Regions from separate parts of the Hordeum vulgare genome. Here region 1 is linked to region 2. Evidence: chromatin contacts called from public Hi-C data. All regions are on one chromosome and are shown on one strand. The core of a region is the stretch at or near the end of the contact, and the rest is flanking DNA. Distances in the headings are between cores, read along the strand shown.

Region 1 (6,590 bases), core at 2,729-5,228, 420 kb before region 2:
ATTCAATAAAATGTTGTGGATTTTCAAAAGATGTTCTGAAATTTCGAAAAATGTTTGGCATTTTCAAAAATTGTTTGTCAAATTGTAAAAATGTAATTTATATTTATAAATATGTTTTAGCTTTGAAAAAAATGTTCGAGGTTTTCAAAAAAATTCTCAATTTTCAAAGAATGTTCTTGAACTTTTAAAATGTTCTTGCTTTTCGAAATTTCTTTTCAAAATTGAAAAAATGTTCATATTCTCAAAAATTGTTCACGTTTATGAAATTGTTTAGGATTTTTCATAATTGTTCTCATTTTCAAAATATAATTTAAGAAATTCATGTTTATTTGTTTTAAGAAAAAAAGGAAAATGGGAATAAAAACGCCCCAAATAATAATAATAATAAATAAGAAGAAAAAAGGAAGCTATAGTTTTCACATGACTACTGGGCCGGCCCCCGACGTCCTATGCGAGGGAGGGACTCCCTCCCGCAGCGAGCGGCGAGTAGGAGGGAAAATGCTATTCTCCACGTGTTGCGTCAAATTGCGAGGGCTGGCCGATTACGATTGCGGGGGATCCCGGTTTTGGGAACCTTCTAGACTTTCCAGCGAGTTATTTTCGATTTTGGAAACTTTCTAGATGATTTTTTGAATCGGTTTTTTTTTATGTTCAAAAACACTATGGTTTTTTCAAAAAATATTTTGGATTTTTTTTTGTATTTTCAAACAAAAGTTTCGGAATTTGAAAAATGTTTCGGAATTTGAAAAAATCTTCTGGAGTTTTGGAAAAATGTTCCGAAATTCGAAAAAATGCAATGTAGAAAATGCTATTCACCGCGCGTTGCAGCAAATTGCCAGGGTTTTGCATAGAGAAAGGGCGAGCGAAGGATGATTTGGGCGAGCCCATTAGAGCAACTCTAGCAGACCCCGTATTCCGCAGGTCCGCAAAACACGTTTGCAGTTCACGCAAAACAGCTTTTGCGGGCTGGCTCGGGCTGGCACAGATGCAGACCCCCAAACTGATCCGTAAAAAAATATACTCGCGAAATATACTTTTTTACGGGTCAGCTTTGCGGGGTTTGTTCTTTGCGCCGCTGCATCCCGCATATCATCAGCCCGCAAATATCAAATACAACATGATTCAACAATAAAAAACAAACTGATCTATTCGAATCAAACATAATACAATAATCATCCGCATTACAAATAATTATTCAAAACTTGTCATGAATACAAATACAAATGAATACAAAAATAAGTCACTGCCCAGCCCTTTGCCAATGGTGTTTAATGAGATCTTTCTGAAGTTGAAAGTGGGTGTCTGCATTTTCAATCTCCTTGTATGTGTGAAGAAAAGCTCTAATGCGGTTTGGGTCTCTAGCTGGTTTGACACGGCTACCCACATTGTCGTAAAAGAATTATAAGTTCAATCATCTTTCATCTTCAAGAATCATATTATGCAGGATAACACAACATGTCATGATGTTCTTCAAGGTTTTCTTATCCAAAAAACGAGCAGCACCACGAAAAATGGCAAACCTAGATTGCAAAACACTGAATGCTCTTTCAATGTCTTTGCGGGCTGCCTCTTGCACCTTTGCAAATTCACATTGTTTTTTTGTTTTGGGTTCTTTGAAGCTATTGACAAATGTGCACCAAGGAGGGTATATACCCATCTGCAAGGTAGTACCCCTTTATGCATTCATGCCCATTGATAGTGTAGTTGCAAGTAGGAGCATCACCACTAGCAAGTCTAGCAAACAAATGAGACCGTTGCAACACATTGATATCATTGATAGTGCCCAGCATACCAAAAAAGCAATGCCAAATTCATAAATCCTTGGATGCTACGACCTCTAGCACAATTGTTGCATCACGAGACTTGCCACAATACATTCCTTGCCAAGCTTGGGCAATTTTCCAATTCCAATGCATACAATCAATGCTACCTAGCATCCAGCCCAACCTCTCCTCTCATTAGATGCCATCAATTTCTTTGTGTCATCTTCATTGGGTGCCCGAAGATACTCAGGACCGAAGACACGGATGATCACTTTCGCAAATCTACGCACACACTCAATTGTGGTATCTTCACCAATGCGAAGATACGCATCGGCATAGTCAGCCGGAACGCCATATGCAATCACCCGCATAGCTACGGAGATTTTTTGATATGCATTAAATCCCTTTAAGCCCGCGACATTCTTTCTTTGAGTAAAATACCGGCAATTTGCCTCGCAAGCTTGAACAATTTTCATAAAGAGGGATCAGCGCATTCGGTACCTTCTCCGGAAGAGGTGCGGATGATATGTAGGATTCTCCGCGAAATAGTCTTGCATCAACATCTCGTTCTCAAGATGGCGATTCCGAGGAATGCACAAACGCCCGATAGTCGATCCTCGCCTCCTCTCCGGTTCTCGTCTTCATGCTCCTTCACGACAAGCGCCATGACTAATGTTTGCTGCCGAAAGTTCGCAAGCATGGTCTCAACATCCGAGCCGTCCGAATCGGACAAATTGGATAGTAAGAACTTCTCGCACGGGGTCAACTCCATCTTCTCGCACAGCTCGCAAAAATCACAAAAAAGGGACTAACCGGCGGCGGGTGATCCCGGGCGGCGACGAGGGGGTGCGCTCGTCGTCGGCGGGGGCGGCGGGGGGCGGCTCTTCTCGCCGGATCCGGAGGGGCGGTGCAGCGGCTCGCCTGCAGATATGGCCGGAATCGCCGGCGGCGGGCGAACGGGGCGGCGGCGGAAGGAGGGGAAAATAGCGGGGGCTGAAATGTCCCTCCCACCAACTGCTTCTCTGTGATGCAAGGCACCGCAGCCGCGAGGGGGAAACCCGCATTTTCCCAGGTTGGGGTCGGGAATTTGCCGCGCCCCCCAAAATTTTTTGCGGGCCGGGACGGGATGCGGGGTCTGATTGGGCAAGTTTGTCCGTCCCAACCCGCATTTTGACGGCTATTTTGCGGGCCGGGGGCGGATGCGGGGTCTTCTAGAGTTGCTCTTACATTTGCGGGGATCCCAGTTTTGGAAACCTCTTAAAGTTTCCCAGCCATTTTTTTTTGGTTTTGGGAACTTTCTAGAAGATTTTCTAGACAGTCTTTCCTTTTTTTTCATTTTCTTTTTTCTTTATTCATTTTTGTTTTTTTCTTCTGTTTCTGTTGCAAAAATGTTCTAGATTTTCAAAAAAATCCGGATTTTGTAAAAAAAGTTCCGAAATTTGATAGAATGTTCAGAAATTTGGAAAAATGTTCCGGAATTTGAAAAAAATGTTCTGCAATTTGAAAAAATCTTCTGGAATTTCTATAAAAACGTTTCAGATTTTCAATAAATGTTCTAAAATTTGAAAAAATGTTCCGAAATTTTGAGAAAATGTTCTGGAATTTTGAAAAAATGTTCTTGTATTTGAAAAATATTTCGGAATTTGAAAAAATATTCCCATTTTAAACTTTTGTTCACAAATTCGAAAATTGTTCATGTTTATGAAAAAACTTCAGAAATTTCAAACTATGTTCGCGATTTCAGAAAATTGTTTGTAAGTCCGCAAAATTAGTCAAATATTGAAATATTATTCGGGAATTTCCAAATGGTGTTACGTCTGCTGCTACTATTTCAAGACATGCGATGTACATTTGCTGTCAGAATTCGTTTGCCACACCGGCTAGCACAAAACGCACTTGTGCCGGCGACCCGGCTTCGATTCGTAGAAACGCATTTAACATTTTTTGCGATTTTTCACAGGCGCTCGCGGGGCATCATAATGAGCCGGCCCAGTTGAACACACCCTGTGCGATGGCGCGTCTGTTTGCCGCAAAACGCGGCAAATAGGAGCTCCCAGGTAGGAGTTCCGGTATAGGTCCGGCACTGACCCACATTGTCTGCTGGGCTACCAAACTCCAGGAAGCGGCCCGGCCCGAGAAAGTAGCCCGACCCATCAGATTTCTCTCCACTGCCTGACCCCTATATGACTTCCTTCTGGTAAGAGCGACACGAACCCTCGATTCTAGGGTTGCCTTTTTCTCCGTGCTGTACACAAAAGAAGAGCGGCGGCGGCGACCGACCGACCGACCGAGTGGGGAGTCTTCGATTGAGTTGGGAAAGATTCAGGAAAATCAGAGGAATCAGATTGTTGAACGACGCGAGGCTCAAGAGGAAGCTGTCGAGGCCGAGAGAGCAAAGCCAATGGCGGGTACAGACAAACCCAAGGCGAAGCCTCAAAAACCAGCCAAGGTAACGGCTGCGAGGATAGCAAAGATGATGGCTGAAGGGGCTGCGATGATTAGAAATATGACGCCTGAAGAAAGGGACATGATTATTGCCAAGTCAATGTCTGAAGAATCTGCCAGCAACGCCGACGAAGCTGCTGAGGCGAAAGAAGATGCAAATGAGTCTGAATGGGCACAATGCGAGGGAGAATTGTTCGCTGCCAAGTTCCGCTCTTTCTGGAACAAATACTACACTGACTGTGGTGCTACCTTCGAGCAAACCAGTAAGTTCCCTCCCCGCCCAATCACTTCTCTTGATTAATTCCCTTGTACGAACAACTTACTAGAAGGATCCATGCACACTTCCTTATGTTCTGCGTCACTCGTACATATTTGATATCAACTGCAGCACACACACCAAATCTAATCAACGGCTTTACTTACATGTGATCAAAACTGATATCCTTTAGTTTACCAACTGCTTTACTTACATGTGATCCACCTATACAACTGCTTTACTTACATGTGATCAACCTATGCAGCCTCTATATCCTTATATGTACGAACAATTTGCTACGAGGATCCATGCACACTTCCTTATATGTTGTGCGGTGACTCTCACGAATTTGATATTAATTGCAGCATACATCAATGGATCACAATTAGTTAGTAACTGCTTTATTTACATGTGATCAACTTTATGCAGCTTCAATCCCTGCCATGTGTCACACATACCCTGCTTCTGATTGCTCCACCAAGGCTATGGACACTCTGCAGATTATGTCAGTCAAAGTTACATCAATCAAAGATGGTTTGGGTTTGGACTGGCCATTGGAAGTGTTTGGTATCGTTGCTGCACGTGATGTCTTGGATCACAAGCGCAATATTATTTTCCACCGTCCAAGGACTGACTGCCAAATCATCACCCAGGATGTTTGTATTTAATTCTTCTCTCTTTGTTTTGTCTAACATCTCTGCATCATGTGCACCTTTTTCTGCTAATTGGCATGCATTTTATTTTCTGCATTTGCCGTTGCCAGATTCAGCGATTCAAGCAACTAGTCGATTGCTCGTGCGTTGCCACGAAAAAAAACAATAAGCGTCATAGTGGTTCTTAAGTTTTGATCTTGTATTTTTTTTTCCTGTGAAACTGTCGGTTTTCCATTGTAAAAGAAGTGGACAAAGGTTCAGGTAGAAAGTATAGAGCTTTTTCGATCATCTATTGACAAACATGATGTCTTCCTCCCTGCTCCTATTTGACAACAACTTCTATTGCAATAACAGCCAGTTGTTTTTAGAGGGTTTATGTTTGCTTTTGTCTCCAAGCATTGTCCTAGTTCCTTCTCATGTAGCTTGATCCTTTCAGTAGAGAAGGCCAAATGAGTTTTAAAACTTCACAAAAGTTCACATCTATGTACCTATAGCAACCAACCTCCATGTTTCCTGCAAATAAAAAGCATGCATAATAGCAAAGTCCCTAAATTAGGTAGGGTGTCTTGCAAAGCTACACACAACACTAATCACAAACAAATGAAACAAGAGGTTAAACTAAACCATATACAACTCAACCCAAGCTATCCTGTTAAGAACTTCATGTTGTACCTCGAAAATAGAGTAGTACTCAGATTGTAACTTGAACTTTTCCTCCAAGTGCCTGTCACAAAGCATGTAAACTTTTAAGCTATGTAGCAGCTACCTTAAAATTGAGCGTTCTATGATGATGCATATTTCATTTGTACCATGTTAGCTCATAAAGAAAACAGAGGAATAGGCTGATGGAGATCTGAAGATCAATACATAAGATATCAAAACAAACGTAGAATGTGTTCTAATATGGACAGGTGCCACGGCATGTCAAATGTATTTTCGCAAAAACTAAACTCTCTGCGAACAAATGTACTACACTCCTGGCAAAATTTCCTAAAGACCAATATTCCAACCAAGTAAAAGATGGAAGGAGCAATCCTTGCTTAGTCGCATTGTTGCTGGCTAAATTATTGAACCGAACAATCGAGCTTGACATGTGTATCGCTATGTTCAGATTACAAATCCATGTTAAGATAATCAAAATCAGTGAATGTCAATAAACAATGTAACCCAGGTTGTATTCAGTTCAGTTTTCACTTTTCAGGCCCCTGTTCAGTTCAGAACAAGGAGTGGCCCTAAAAGAATGGCACTCAGGTTGTCTTAATTATAGTAAAATCATGTTAAAACTTCTTACAAACCTAACAAGATCCGGACAACTACAATTTCCTTATCATTCTTCACTAAAAACGATTACAAATAAGGCTTATTTGTCCTTTCAGAATATCCTGCTCTTAAGCAGACAATGTAAAGATGGCCTAGACATGGCTAGAAATTTAAATGTTTTCAAGTAGTAGCAACTATCCATGGACAGTAAAC
Region 2 (7,048 bases), core at 4,379-6,878:
AAGAGGTGGGCTCAGAACACATGAGCTTGTGCTTGAGTAGAGTGCCTTCTCGGCAGCCGTCAATGAAATATTCACGGTGGCCAGCCTCATGGGCCTATTCGACCGAATAGAGAGGAGGTGGGGCAATCCCACTAGAAGGAGGACTCCTCCTCCACCAAACCGAATTGGAGGAGGACTCCTCCCCCTTGTGCGTTCCCAGCCAACCCTAGGGTTTTTTCTGGGCGCCACCCCTCCCTCCTACCTATATATAATGGAGAGGAGAGAGGTTAGCCGCACCACAAGCCACGCACGCAGCCCCTCTCCCTCCACTACTTCGTGACACCCCGTAGGCTAGTTCGGCAGTGCACGTCATAGTCTTGCCGGATCAACTCCTCCAACATCATCCGCCATGCTGTCGTGCTGTCGGAGAATTCATATACTTCTTCGCCCCCCTCGCTGGATCAAGAAGGCAGAGATCGTCATTGAGATGTACGTGTGCTGAACGCGGAGGTGTCGTTCGTTCGGTGCTAGATCATGATTGGATCGTGGGACGGCTTGCGATTTGGATCGCGAAGACGTTCGACTACATCAACTGTGTTTCTTAACGCTTCCCGCTTAGCAATCTACAAGGGTATGTGGATGTGATCTCTCCTCTCGTAGATGATCACCACCATGGATAGATCTTATGTGTGCATAGATTTTTTTTGTTTCCCATGAAACGTTCCCCAACAGCTCGTTGGTCTTCTTTTTGTCTAGGAAAATCATCAAAAAGTTTCAGGGCAGTTGGACTTAGTTTGGTATGGAAAACCTGAAAAGTGAAAACACGTAGAAAACAACAACTCACACCTGGCACTAGGTCAATAGGTTAGTGCTAAACAATAATCTAAAATGGTAAATAAACACCTAAAAGTATTATAGAATGATAATATATCAGCATGGAACAATAAAAAATTATAGATATGTTGGAGATGTATTAGTTACTTATGATTTATGCTAAAACTTGAACACTAGCTAAGCATATGTATAACGACAAGAACAAAAGAGTTTGTAAAAGTTTTCTTTTATCACTTTTAATTTAGCAACTAAATTGCTTGAGGACAAGCAATGAGTTAAGCTTGGGGGAGTTGATACGTCTCCAATGTACCTACTTTTCCAAACACTTTTGCTCTCGTTTTGACCCTTAATTTGCATGATTTGAATGAAACTAATCCGCACTGACGTTGTTTTTAGTTGAGCTGCCTTGGTGTTATTTTTATGCAGAAATAAAATTTACCAGAATCGAATGAAACTTTTGTGAAATATTTCTGGGATTTATGGTGAATTATGGAGCAAAGACGTGTCGGAGAAACGCTACCAGGGGGCCACAAGCCAACACAGCGCCCCGAGGTCGCGTCGTGATGGCTTGTGGGGCCCACGTGGCTCCTCCGACCGTAATTCCAGTCCTATAAAATCACAGCTTCACAGAAAAATCAAAGAGAAGTTTTCATCGTGCTTCATGAGACGGAGTCGTCGCCACCTCCTCTTCTTCCTCCGGAGGGCTGATGTGGAGTCCGTTTGGGGCTTTGGAGAGGGGGATTCATCGCCGTCGTCATCACCAACCCTTATCCATCAACACCGCCATGATGTTCACCATCAGGAGTGAGTAATTCCTTTATAGGCTTGCTGGACGGTGGTGGGATTGGATGAGATAGATCATGTAATCGAGTTAAGTTTGATAGGGCTTGATCCCTAGTATCCACTATGTTCTGAGATTGATGTTAGTACGACTTTTATATGCTTAATGCTTATCACTAGGGCCGGAGTGCCATGATTTCAGATATGAACCTATTATGTTTTCATGAATATAAGGTTATTTGGATCTTATCTTGCAAGTTGTAGTTACCTATTACGTGTCTAGATCCGCATACCCCAAGGTGACAATATTTGGGATTCTTTCCGATGATTGTCATAGTTTGAGGAGTTCATGTATTCACCATGTGTTAATGCTCTCTTCTGGTTCTCTATTAAAAGGAGGCTTTAATATCCCTTAGTTTCTAGTAGGACCCCGCTCCCACTGGAGGGTAGGTGATACTTGTCATTTGCTTTGGGTTTTTTGTGAAGAGGAACGGGTTATCGCAACACAATGTGGGTAAGTATTTCCCTCAGTCATGAAACCAAGGTTTATTATACCAATAGGAATATCAACCACAACCGTCTTCAGCGGCTGCACACAAAAGAACAATTAATTTGCCCCCAACAGGGGCAAGAGGGTTGTCAATCCTCTTGTCTTGTTATTTGCAAGCAAGTGAGGTGTGTAGATAATTGTAGATAGCAAGATAAAATAAAAACAAGTAAATGGCAGCAAGGTAGTGAAGGTTTTATCAATATGTTGTGAATAGACCCAGGGGCCATAGCTTTCCCTAATGACATCTCTCTCGAAAATAACATACGATGGGTAAACAAATTACTATTGGGCAATTGACAGAAAACCGGATAGTTATGCGATATTCACAACAATGATCATGTGTATATAGGCATCACATCGATAAAGAAATAGGCTGACTCTTGCCTGCACCCATTACTATTACTCCACTCATCGACCGCTATCCAACATGCATCTAGAGTATTAAGTAAAACAAAGTAATGCATGGAGAACAACGACATGATGTATACAAAGTAAACTCAAGCGATATGAATAAACCCCATCATTTTATCCTTAGTAGCAGCAACACAAAGATGCATCTTGTCCCCTTTTGTCGCTCGGATATAGAAATTCGCTAGGTTGAACCTACCGCAACACACCTCTCTCACCGTAGAAATATCGATCTAGTTGGCCAAACTATTTCAATAGACCGAAGAGAGTTACGAAGCTATCATAATCATGCACATAAGAATCATGTAAGTATCGAGAGGAGACTCAAATATTTATCATGCATAATTTGAACATAAACTCGCAATTCATCATATCCCAACAAACGCACCGCACAAAAGGAATTACATCATATGGATCAAAGCAAAGATGCGATGATCATTGTATTGAAGATCAAAGAGAGAGAGAGAGATTGCCATCTAGGTACTCACCATGGCCCCGTAGGTCTATGATGAACTACTCACACATCATCGTGGGGGCAGCAAGGTTGATGAAGAGGCTCTCCGTGATCGATCCCGACTCCGACAGGGTGTCGGAACGGAGCTCCACATGGCCTCCCATCGGAAAACAGACTTGCAACGGCCTAAAAAGTGTTTCGGGACTCCCTGTGGTGTTTTTTTGGGTAGATGAGAATTTATAAGCCAAAGAAGGACAAAATATGCTCGTTGGTCTTCTTTTGGTCCACGAGGGCCACGAGGGAGGCACAAGCCATCAGGGCGCCTCCAGGTCGCGCCCTATTGGCTTGTTGGCCCCTCGTGAGGCCTCCAGCCTTCTTACGATGCTCGTTGGTCTTCTTTTGGTTCAGAAAAATCACCAAAAAGTTTTAGGACAATTGGACTTCATTTGGTATGGAAAACCTAAAAAGTGAAAAACACGCAGAAAACAACAACTGACAATAGGCACCGAGTCAATAGATTAGTGCTAAAAAATAATATAAAATGATAAATAAATACCCAAAAGTATTGTAGAATGATAATATATCAGCATTGAACAATAAAAAATTATAGATACGTTGAAGATGTATGAGTAGGACAAAAGATGACATGCAAGTTCTTGTCACAAACACGTATGACTATATATGGAATACATGCCTACACTATATTGATGAATTGGTGCTAGTTATGTGTCGCCCTAGTGTGTAACTGTTACATGATAAATGCCATCTAAATCATTATGCATCACCGATCCACGTGTCTACGCTTTACATATACTAAATCTTGCTAGGTTGCTACTGTTGCTGCTGGTGTCATACCTGCTACTCAATTGCTACTGTTACTAATGTTATCAAAGTGCTGCTATCATTGTTACTGTTACTACTACCATTTGGTGTGCTACTAAATGCTTGTTGCAGAGAGCTATGCCAGGTGCGGTTGAATTGACAACTCAACTCTCACGATCAATAAATATTCTTTGTCTTCCCTTGCGTCGAATTAATAAATTAGGATGAAATACTATCCGTAAAAACTATCGCGATCCCCTATACTTGTGGGTTATCAGCGTTCAAAAATCTAGAGAGAGCACTAACACATGAAATGGGTCATTCTGTGGTTCTCGTCTAGTTTTGTTAATTTATGTTTTCTTTTCTTTCATTTCTTCTTTTCAGTTTTCTATATTTCTTAGAGATTTCTTTGTTTTTTCATTGGTTTTCTCTGTTTTTCTCCGTTTTCAATGTATTTTCTCTTTTCTTCCCGTTTTACAATTTCCTCGTTTTATTTTTACTTATTAGTTTCCTCTAACTTTTTCCTTTTCATTCTTCTTTCAATGGTTTTATTTCCCTTTTTTTGTTTCCTTTTCAGTTTCCCATTCTTTTTGCACTTGTTCTTTGCTTTTTTTTGGTTTCTTTTTCTTCGATTTGATATATGGTTTTCATTATTTTTATTATTTCCTTGATTATTTTGGTTTTGATTCTACATTTTTTCATATATGTCAAAAACATTTCTCTAATACATGTTTAACTTGTTTTTATGTAAAAATTTAACATATTTAGTACTTTGCTAATATTCTTTCTATAGACATTTTAAACCTTTTTCAAATGGTTGATGGACATTTTTGAAATAAAATATTTCTTTTTTGCATATATGGACAATTGTTTTTGCTAACATTTTAAAATTGCAAATGTTTAATTAGCATCTATGAAATACAAGATATTTTTAATACATGGTCAAATTTTTCTATATACATTTAACAATTTTGAAAGATTGATTACCGTTTTTTAAGTACTGATTTAATATTCAACACCGTTTTTTTCTAATACACGATCAATTTTTTTCACAGGTATTCTATATTTTTAATACATTTTTTCGTATACATGAGATTTTTTTTTCTCTTTATACACATTTTAACATTTTTTGAATACATGGTCAACATTTCTTATACAAACTTTCAACATTTTCCAAATACAAGATTAAAATTATTTGAATAGATGGTCAATATTTTTTAATACATGTTTTAACATTTTCAAATGCTTATTTAAGATTTTTCAAATACATGTTTGACATTCTCTGAATACATGGTCAATATTTTGTATATACATATTTAATATTTTTTAAATGCTTGATTAACATTTTTCAAATATTGTTTTAATATTTTTTCAAATGTTTGATTTTTTAAAATACATGGTCAACTTTTTCGCACATATTATATTTTTTTTTGTATACATGAGAAACATGAAACATTTACCATTTTTTTAAATGCTAATTAAAATTCCAAAAGTTTTTGTGTAATTATTTAATATATTTATTTAGGTTATTTGGAAGTATAAACAAGAGTAGAAAAGAAAGAAAAAACACAGAAACATGAACCCTCATCAAAATAATAATAATAATAATAACGATTCACGTGGCCCCGCGTGGCTGGGCCAGCCTGTTTAGGGAGAAGCTTGACGTGTTTCGATGTTGTTTCCTCAATTTAGATAGGCCCAGCTAACCCAAACCCACGCTACGGCCCACCAGCGAAGCGGAACTCGCCGACCCAAACTCCCAAAGCCGCAGCGAAGAAAGTCACGCAAATCGCCGTCCCGTGCAGCCGCCGTGGCCCTTCTCTCCTGGCCGCCGCCGCCGCCGCCGCCGCCGCCAGCGCAAGCAGGACAAACCCTATCAGCCATTGCGCCGCCACTCACAGCACACCCTAGAATCCACCGTCCTGCCGCCGCATGCGCTAATCCGGGACATAGCCTGTTCGCGGATCCCTCGTCGCTTCGCCCGACGCGACCCGCGATGCATCGCGCCATGCGGCTGCGCCGCCTCCTGCGCCCTCCGCCGTCTTGCAGTCCCGTACCCCTCGTCACCCCCGCGACCGTTGGCGATGGCGCTGGGAGATTTGGCGCGCCCGACGGGGCGCGATGGCTGGGCGCGCGGCACCTGCCGTTCAGCGAAAGGGGGCGGCTTTACCGGTTCTACAGCTCGAAGGAGGGTGTCGGGAGTGCGGAGACGACGGCGGGGAGTGGCGGCGGCGGCGGCGGCAGCGGCAGTAGCAGCAGCAACCAGCAGGAGCACGCGCGGCTCGGGGAGAAGGACCAACAGGAGTGGCTGAGCGGCGAGCGGTTCGTCACCGGCTGCAAGAGGCGGGAGTCGCCGTTCCTCACCAAACGGGAGCGCTTCCGCAACGAATTTCTGCGCCGCGCCGTGTCTTGGGAGAAGAGCAGCCTCACGTGGACCAACTTCCCGTACTACGTCGAGTAAGCACGATGGAGCGCAACGCACACCAGCTGCTTGGTGTTTTTCCTCCCTAGCCTGGACTAACTCGGTTGCATTTCACCGTCTCTCTTCTGGGTTGCAAGTAAGAACACGAAGCAGCTGCTGACCGAGTGCGTGGCATCACACCTGCGGAACAAGGATGCTACTTTGGAGTACGGTTCTCGGCTGCAGTCGTCCGGTGGGAGGATATTGCTCCAGAGCTTGCCAGGTGTTGTGCAGGAAGGACGACAACGTTTCTTCCAAATGTGTGTCATTCTGCTTGCATGGATGATGAGATTTTACATTTATTGCAGGAACTGAGCTTTACCGAGAGAGAGTGGTAAGAGCGATTGCCCATGAGTTACGCGTGCCATTATTGGTTCTGGACAGCAGTGTTCTAGCTCCATATGTAAGTTATAATCTTCGCCTATTTTAAAAGCTTAAGACTCCAGTTTTGTGGCATACCTAATGGCTCACCTTGTTGTAGGATAATGGTGAAGACTGTTCAGAGAGTGAGGAGGAGAATGGTCAGGCGGAGTCAGAAGATGAAGGCTCAGAATCAGAAGGGGAAGATGAAGATTATAATGAAGCTAAGTCTGGTGAAAGTGATGACGAGGAAGTTGTCAAATCAGTGGAGAACCTCAAGAAGTTAGTTCCGCGCACTCTTGAGGAATTTGCCAAGGTGTTTATTTCTGTTGTGCTGCCAAATCATATAGTATTAAAACATGATATTTGATAATGCTTGCCATCTTGCTCCTTTTATTTT

What was found. Hi-C and Micro-C count contacts between places; a contact is called where the count stands out from the background.
Region 1: a Hi-C map of leaf shows a contact between it and region 2, with 4 times the contacts expected there. The contact joins the promoter of LOC123408609 here to the promoter of LOC123407217 in region 2. A contact is called at or near these places in 3 of 6 Hi-C or Micro-C datasets (leaf and seedling).

What each region holds. Positions count from the first base shown.
Region 1 is chr7H:89,630,244-89,636,833 of MorexV3_pseudomolecules_assembly, reverse strand. LOC123408609 reads left to right here and starts at 3,978. Exons shown (of 3, transcript XM_045101674.1): 1 at 3,978-4,471; 2 at 4,894-5,120. The coding sequence starts at 4,165.
Region 2 is chr7H:89,207,973-89,215,020 of MorexV3_pseudomolecules_assembly, reverse strand. LOC123407217 reads left to right here and starts at 5,628. Exons shown (of 25, transcript XM_045100295.1): 1 at 5,628-6,284; 2 at 6,387-6,511; 3 at 6,597-6,691; 4 at 6,770-6,964. The coding sequence starts at 5,824.